2 separate regions of the Pan troglodytes genome follow, and region 2 is linked to region 1. A link is a contact called in public Hi-C data. All regions are on one chromosome and are shown on one strand. The core of a region is the stretch at or near the end of the contact, and the rest is flanking DNA. Distances in the headings are between cores, read along the strand shown. Region 1 overlaps RUNX2 (RUNX family transcription factor 2). Region 2 has its middle 300 kb from the start of CLIC5.

Evidence for each region. Hi-C and Micro-C count contacts between places; a contact is called where the count stands out from the background.
Region 2: a contact with region 1 is called in a Hi-C map of stem cell-derived neural progenitor cells, with 5 times the contacts expected there. The contact joins two enhancer-like sites. A contact is called at or near these places in 2 of 7 Hi-C or Micro-C datasets (induced pluripotent stem cells and stem cell-derived neural progenitor cells), 1 of 1 datasets of contacts at active chromatin or transcription factors (stem cell-derived excitatory neurons) and 1 of 1 other capture datasets (stem cell-derived neural stem cells).

Annotation. Positions count from the first base shown.
Region 1 is chr5:51,305,233-51,309,378 of NHGRI_mPanTro3-v2.0_pri, reverse strand. It overlaps RUNX2 (RUNX family transcription factor 2), which reads right to left. Exons shown (of 9, transcript XM_001142127.6): 3 at 1,259-1,632. Among named protein-coding and RNA genes, the nearest start is that of SUPT3H, 42 kb to the right of the region's middle. Within about 2 kb of position 2,103, at least 14 of the 24 cell types and tissues checked have an H3K27ac peak or open chromatin away from gene starts, as enhancers often do. A contact at or near this core is called in stem cell-derived neural progenitor cells, where this site is marked.
Region 2 is chr5:51,592,469-51,596,614 of NHGRI_mPanTro3-v2.0_pri, reverse strand. No RefSeq gene overlaps it. Among named protein-coding and RNA genes, the nearest start is that of CLIC5, 300 kb to the left of the region's middle. Within about 2 kb of position 2,019, at least 3 of the 24 cell types and tissues checked have an H3K27ac peak or open chromatin away from gene starts, as enhancers often do. A contact at or near this core is called in stem cell-derived neural progenitor cells, where this site is marked.

The DNA.
Region 1 (4,146 bases), core at 854-3,353:
TCCTAAACCCTCAACCTGTGGAGCACCTGCCTGCGACTCCCGCGGCTGCCACCCGCCCTCAAACTAACGGGCCGGGCAGGCACAAGAGTCCGCGGGGCGCGCAGAGGCCGCTCTCAAGCCTTCGAGCTCACTCCGTGCTCAGGCCACCAGCAGGAGCCTCTCACCACCTTTCAGAAGCAGGAGGGATCTTTTTTAGATTTAAGTCCTTTAAAAATAATAATAAAGCAAAAATACAAAATTTCACCTCCATTTTCAAGTTGGGCGAACTAAAGTTGTTCCACAGGTTTCCCTCATCCCTCCCTGGCGGGGCGAGGCGCAGAGCTCGGTCCCGGCTGGAAGAAGCGGCCCGAGCTCCCGCCCCCTCCCCTGGCCCGCGCCTCCCAGCACTCGAGGGTTCAGCGCCCAGGCCCCCTGAACGCCCCCGCTTCGGGGCTCGCGGACGCCCCAGCGGCCCCGCCTTCCTCCCGGTAACGGGATCTGGCGCGGGTCAGCGAACAGAGCAAACGCCCCCGTCCTGACACCCCCTCCTCTGGAGACCCTAGGTTTGTCCAGGACCCTCCCGGGCACTGGTAGCGCAGCCCGCGCGCCTCAGTCAGCACCCCACGCCCAGCCCCGGGCACTAATGCCCGGCACCGGCACCCCACGAATCCCGGCACGGGAGCCCGGGAGGGACCAGGACCGCTGAACTCTGCGGGTCGGGGAAGGGGACGCCGAGACCTGAGGAGGGGCGTTTGGCTGTGAGGGAAGCGGGTGAGAGCGCGCGGAGCCCCAAAGAGAGGCTGCGCGGGCAGCCCGCAATGCGGCCAGGCCGGGATGTCCCGGAAGGACGCGGGAGCCCCAGGGGACAATGTCGGGGATCCTCGCCCCCGGGAAAGGGGCGGGGTGGAGCAAGTCCGCTCGCAGTGCAAGAGTGGGTACTTTGGGGATCCTGGGGGAAAGGGAGACGGCGCGAAGGAGTGAGTGAGAATCAAGGCCGGGCAGGAGGCATGAAGAGTGCTGAACGGGTCAGGGGGACTAGGGCTGAAGTCGGGGTGGCAGCGGGCACAGGTGGGAGAGGGAGGGATTTGCGCGGAGGGACTGAGCCCCGAGCCCGCCAGGGCATCCGGAGGGAGAGGCCCGGCCGGGGGTTTCTGGGGTTAGAGCCGCCAAGGCAGGAGGTCTTGGAGGACGTCCGGGGCCCAGCCCCGTGGGCAGGAAGACACCGGCGGGCAGGTTCCGCGGCTCCCGGCCGGGGGCGGGGGGCGGTGTAGCCTCTTACCTTGAAGGCCACGGGCAGGGTCTTGTTGCAGCGCCAGTGCGAGGGCAGCACCGAGCACAGGAAGTTGGGGCTGTCGGTGCGGACGAGTTCGGCCGGGTGGTCGGCGATGATCTCCACCATGGTGCGGTTGTCGTGGGGCGGCCGCAACCGGGGCACTGCAGCTGCCGCCGCCGCAGCCGCCGCCGCCGCCGCAGCCGCCGCCGCCGCCTCCTGCTGCTGCTGCTGCTGTTGCTGCTGCTGCTGCTGCTGCTGCTGCTGCTGCTGCTGCTGCTGTTGCTGCTGCTGTTGCGCAGCCACCACCGGGCTCACGTCGCTCATTTTGCCGGGCTGCAGGCTGCTGGAGGGGGGGCTGAAGCGCCGGCTGGTGCTCGGATCTACGGGAATACGCATCACAACAGCCACAAGTTAGCGAAGTGGCCGGGGGAGGGGGAGGAGGGTGGAAATGAGGGGCAAGGAGGAAATTGGGGGGGTGAAGGCGAGACGGGGGGAAAGAGGATGGAGGTGATGGGGCTGAGGAGGTGAGAAATCAAGTTTGATGAGGCCGACTGCCGGGCGGAGTCTGATGGGCCAACAGAGTCTGGCGATGCGGCGCAGTCGGGCTGGCGGGTAGGGAGACCCGGGAGGCGCAGATCTTTGCCGGAGCCTTTGGAACACCCGGGGTGGCAGCTGCGAACGGGCGCGGGGGTGTGTTTGGCCTGGGGAGGCGGGGGACTTGAGTTTGCAGCTTGGAATGGGGTCCCTTGGGGCACCGCGTCCTGGGTGCGCTGGCGCCCCCTCCCAGTTCGAGTCCGGTGGTGAAGCGGTGTGGGTTCAGCAGTCCAGCCCCGGGGCCGGCATTGCCGCGCGCTGCCCGCCACCGCCGCGCCGCGCCGCGCCGCGCGCTGCTACCCAGCTGCAGGCGGCCGCGCCTCCGCCCTCCCGCGCCGCCGCCTCCGCGGCGGCCGCCGCTCCCCCCGCGCCGGCTGCACGCTCAGATTCCTCCCGCGGCGGCTGCCAGCCCGGCTCCCCGGCTAGGCTCCTTCCTTTCCCTTCTTTTCTTCTCGCCCTCTCACAGCCACCTCTTTGCATCCACTCCCTCCTGCAATTTGCAAAGCTCCCCTGTCTCTCGCGCTTCAAGGTGCCAAGAGGTAAGTCGTGGGCAGCGGATCTCGGGGCAACGAATCTCGAGCCTGCGAATCGCAGCCGCTGCCGCCGCCAGCCGGCCGCGAGAAGGAGCCCCCCGCGCGCCGTGTGCAGTTTCCGAAGCCTAGAGGCGGCCCCAGACTAGGGGCAATCTCGCCAGGTCGCGTCCTCTTGCTCTCCCCACCCCTAGGACAAGGAACCCCCTCTTTGTAGGAAGAGATTGAAGCCAAGACACCAGAGAGCCCCCGGCTGATCTGACTGTCGCTATTTTTCGTTGTAACTTCAGGAGAGGAGGAAGGAAAATTCTTGAGCGTCTGTGCTGACTTCTCAGCACTCTTCACCCTCCCACCTCCACCCCCACCTCTGTCTGAGCGACTCCCAAGGGAAAAAGATTTTGCAGGGTTTCGGTGTTTTTTGTTTTAAGTGACACAAAAAAAATGAGGGGGGGGGTGGAGGGAGATCTAGTCAAAATAGTTTTTAGGAACTCAAGTGCATAGCTGGACATTTCTTTTTTCTTATATATTCAATCTTGTCATTCCTAGAGAACAAGAATGAGGTGTTTGTTTGTTTGTTTGTTTGTTTTTGTTTTAAGGACTGAAAAACTGTCAGCTTTGTGATTAAAATAAGTTGCAAAACCCTTGCTGGGGAAAAGCACCAGCCGTTTTCCATGAATTTAAATATTTTATTAAGTCTATTCTACATCTAAGACTAAGTTTCGTGTCTGTCTTCCCCAGCGCTCACGGGGAAAAATTAAAAATACGAACTAAAAAATTCAAAATGCTTCCGTGGCTGTTTATTTATGTATTTATTTCCTAGTGTGGGTTTAAAAAGCGACTTTGGATCCCCCAAAAAGTTGTGGTCGAGAGGATGAAGGAGCGCGGAAAAAAAGCGGCACTTTTTACCTAAAATGTGGTTTTTGGAGGCTGGGATTTCTAATGATTAGGTTTTTGTGGTTTATATAGACACGACTCTGGCTAAGTCGATCATTACGCTGATGAGAGTCAGAGCACGTGGGTGTCTACGACCAGCCTCAAACTCTGAGCCTTCAAAACAAATAAAACAATGTGCTGCGCCCGCAGAAGCCGGGAAATCCGCTTGAGGCTATTACACCCCAAGAAGGGGGCACAGGGCCGTTTTACCCTCGGCGTTGTGTACTACTACGTTTCTTGCTTATTACCAAACTCTTTAAAGCCTTCCAAAGCTTGAAAACGTGTTTGCGAAAAAAATCATCAGTTGCCAAAGTTTCAAAGATTCCTAGTGGAGTAGCTGACACAGTAACAAGTGATTTTATAAAATAAATGAAGAATTAGAATGCCTCCCCCTCGAAGCATTAAGGAAGAAAGATGGTTGGGTCATCTCTCACGCCCTCCCATCTTATTTAAAGCAATTCACATACCCATTACTGGGTGTTTTTATTGCTCAGTGCAAACGCCTCCCTCACCCTCGTAGCGACCTGCCACGACCCTCCCTGTCTGGTTTTAGAGCTTTGCTCCCACTCGCTGAGCCCACGCCCGGGTCTGCGCCCTAGAAGGGGCCTGGAAGGGCTCTGAGAGCATGAGGGGCACGGAAGATGGGGGCCTGGTGCCAGTCGCGGACTCTGGAGCCCTTTCGAGTACAAGATGAGCTTGGGGGGCTGTGGTTGCGTGACTCGGGATCGCCCCGCTGAAGAGATGCGCAGGGGACTGAGGGTCTGCCAGACCGCGTGAGCAGAGGTGGGGGTGCGGGGTAGCCAGGTGTGCGCTCTCGAGGGGTAAGGATGGAGTTCA
Region 2 (4,146 bases), core at 770-3,269, 290 kb before region 1:
CTTCCTTGCAGCTTCCTGTGTGAAGTTTTCTCAGGTTCTGCTTCATTGCTCTGGGTTTCCTCCCACCACCCTCTCTGTGGCACCTCCACAGCCTTGGAGGGTCACATGCTGGGAGGCAAATGGCCCTTTGCCTCATGCCCTGTCCCCCACTGCTGGAGGTGGTGCCCAGAGGGAAGGAAGAACAGCCTGGTGTGGTAGCTGGCAGCTGGTGGCTGCCTGATCCGGATGCCATCTCTGGCCCAGATGGCTCTAACATTTTCCAGTAGCCCCCAAGCAGTGCCCTAAGCAAAAGCGTGAATCAGGTGAGATTCTGCTGCATGGTTTTCCCATCTACATTTCAGTATCCTCCCCTCAACAAGGCCCAGATTCCCCCAAAAGTGCTGTACTAACTTGTTCACTCCTGACCACATCCTCCCATCAAATCCTCCTTGGACTCACAACTCTAAGACCCAGAAGGAAGGTAGAGATCATCTCATCTGGATCCTAACCTGGGTCCCTGAGCCCCCTAAATGTCCTAGCAGGCCATAACGGGAGTCCTAGAGGTATTCTTCGTATTTTTAAAGCCATTCATAAGCATATGAGTGTGCTACACATGAGACCAGACAGGCTAATTATGCCTCAGGTGCTTTGCTTTTGGATGGAATTATATCCACTGACTGTGTTCATTCTAGTTAGCTGGTGTTAAAGATTCTGATTACAAGTTTGTCATTTTAAATGTCAACAATTCCTCTTTCAGTAAATGTTGCTTGTGTCATAGACAGGCTTTTTTGTCTAAAAAAGAATCAATAGAGGAAAAATAATAAAAGGGCTCCTTTGAGGCAAAGAGGTGGAGAACCAAATCACCTCCCCATTTTACAGATGAAGACATGGAGTCCCAAGTGTTTCCCAAATTCATGCGGCTACTCTGGGGCAGAAGCAAGAGTTTAGCCTTGGTGTTTTTCCTTCTGCTCCAGCACTGCTTGTACAAGCTGTTCTGCCACATCCCAGGTTCTGTCCTCTCCTCGCAGCCCTGCCAATTATCAAGCAGCACCTAATAAGAAAACTACTGTCTCGTTGGCCAAGTGATGTACATATGTCAACAAGTCTTTCCTAGAACTGTCCTGTCCATCAAGTAGCCACTAGACACATGTAACTATTTAAATTTAAATTAATTACAATTAACTACGATTCAAAATTCAGTTCCTCAGTCACCCTAGCCACATTTCAAGGACTCAGAAGTCACATGTGGCTGGTGGCTACATATTAGACAGTGCAGACATGGCTCATTTCCACCATTGTGGAAATTTCTACTGGGCAGACTGCTGTAGATGCACTTGACTCTAATGGGGAAGGCCCCAGCCCTGTGACTGGGGAAGACATGAAGGTGCTTCTCATGGTATCAGGCTCTCTGCCTGGACTTATGGTCTATGGATCACCAATGACCTGGGGCCAGACCATTTCTGACCCCATTCCCTGGGGTCAGTTGCAACTGCAGTAAGTCCACCCAGGTCAGAGAAGGAGATCTTGCAACAGAAACAATCAGAAGGATCACCTTCTCCTTAGACAAGCCCTGTGGTTTCCATGACCAGAAACCACGTTCAAGGTTCAATCACTCTGAATATACATGTCACTCTGTCACAGGAGAAAGAGCACTAAAGGGGAGTCGGGAGAGGTGGGGTTCCAGCACAAGTGTTGCCTCTTACCAGCTGTGTGCCTCCAGCAACGCCCCCCTCTCTGGCCCTCAATCCCACACTAGGTAAACAACCCAGTCTTCTGGAGTCCTAAAATTCCACGCTGACCCCATCATCATTTCATTCCTCTCTCTCTGGTATGTGTCTTATCTTTCTTGGATGTGTGTGCATTTACAGAATGTTTCATCTTAATCAAGGACATAATAGAGAGGGCAGGGGAAATTGCCTTGGAGACTCCAAAGTGTGTGTTAACATAGAGAAAGAGCTCTGAAAACCTTCTAGGGCAGCAGAGGCTGTCAGGGTGCTCTTTTCCATGCAAGAATCCAGTAGAGGGGGATGTTGCATAGAGGCGAATTCCTAACAGGCTTTGCCTTCAGCTTGTCATTGTTAGTGCCCAAGCTCAGAGGGGAGGAAATGTCTTTTTCATCCTTGCGGGACCTCACATCTACTCTCTGTGTACCAGGACTCAATAAGTCTCTAAAAGCCTCTGGATGGACACAGGAAAGCCGCTGGTGTTCTTTCTGTGCATTTAACCCTAATGAATTTTCCCTTCCCATTTCCAAATTACAAAATCAAAGCTATTTTCTCAGGTGCCATATTTAGCAGCTGTCAGAAGTTGGAATCTGGCAAGATCAACAACTTTTGAATAGCTCAAAATTCGCTAAAGTCCCAGATGGGTTTTCCCCTTCTCTGCCCTCCCGCTCCCTTCTCAGAGCCAGCTTTCAGAGTCCACCTCGGGCGCCTGAGACCCGAGCAGTGTGCCTCTTTCAGTAAAGCATGGTTTTAAGGAAATAAAAACACATTTCCCTTTCACATGCCTCATTGCCTTATTTTCCCTCTCATTTTGACAAAATGGGGCTCTGCAGTCCTCCTCCTCAGATGAAGGCTGATTAGCAGCCACGGTCACTAATCTCTCACCATCTTCTTCTAAAAATGAGACTCACCCAGCCTCAGCACAACAACTAAGAGCAAAAGGTTCGTCGGAATTTCCAACTCCTGTGATTTCTCCCTTTGGTTCTTCAGAGATAACGGTGAGAGTGAAAGATGTAGAGGTGAGAGTAAGACACGCAGAGAAGCCCTGGCTATGAGCGCCCATAGTGGGCGTGGGGCAGCAGCCCTTGAAACTTCACGGTGAGATTCCACAGAAGGGATCTTTCCCTTGTAAATGTCCCACTTACGGCTTGAAGTTCAAGAAGGTAGGCCTGGATCCAGCCTCACCAGCCTGACCCTATGCCAGGCTTTCTGCAGCACTGGGAGGGAAGGGTGGAGAATGCTGAAGACAGAGATCTCCGGCAGTCACACCTTTCATGGAAAACAGAGACACCTGTCTTGATAGGTGAAGCTGTGGATGGTGGCTCAGCTGCTGTCTCAAAGCAATCAAAGAAAATGTCTGTGATAGGTGGAGGGAGATTTTGTTCCCCAAGGTTGGTTCTCCAAGCTGAATAGACAAAGGTGCAAGAAACAGGGAAATTCTCAAGCAAAATAAGTTGTATTTGCCGGAAAGTCTATCTGAGTGAGAATTCTCAAAATATTTTCTAAAGCTCCGAACTGTTTGGAGAACGTAGCCACAGTATATACAGAAATAAATGCCCCATTTTCATTAGAAGAGCCTTTGTGTATAAAGAGACGCATCCAGGCTTTGGGGCCAGACATTGGTTCAAATCCCAACCCTGTCACCTTCTACTCAGATAACCTCAGACAAGTCACCTAGAACCACTGAACCTCCATTTTCTCATCTCTAAAATGTAATGGCACCTACTTTTACAGACTTATTCCAGGGAATAAATAAGATAAACTATGTAAAAGCACTCAGGGGCCAGGTGAGGTGGCTCACCCCTATAATCCCAGCACTTTGGGTGGCCAAGGTGGGCAGATTACCTGAGGTCAGGAGTTCAAGACCAGCCTGGCTAACATTATGAAACCCCGTCTTTACTAAAAATACAAAAATTAGCCGGGCATGATGGCGGGTACCTGTGATCCCAGCTACTTGGGAGGCTGAGGTGGAAGAATCACTTGAACCTGGGAGGCAGAGGTTGCAGTGAGCCGAGATCGCGCCACTGCACTCCAGCCTGGGTGACAGAACGAGACTCCATATCAAAAAAAAAAAAAGCAAGCACTCAGCACCATGCCTGGCATATAGTCAGCACTCGCCAGATGTTAACTGCTATCATTACATTGCTAATGAAATAATACCACAACATTCTGAGTGTAGAGGTACAGACATACAAGAAAATCCTCTCTTTCTACAAGAAATTTCTTCAGGATTAAAATTCTGATGCCTGTATGACTTAAGACTAACCCACAAGAAAATGTCATGGGGGACTGTGATACATACTTCCTAAAATTTGTTTCCTGTTCTACCCAACAGCCCTTGTGTTTTTGGAGTTCTAAAACTGAAGCCATGTGGTCAGTATAAATGGCAGAGTATTAATCAACTGAAAATAAATATTTCTGAGATCCAAGGGCAATAAAACCC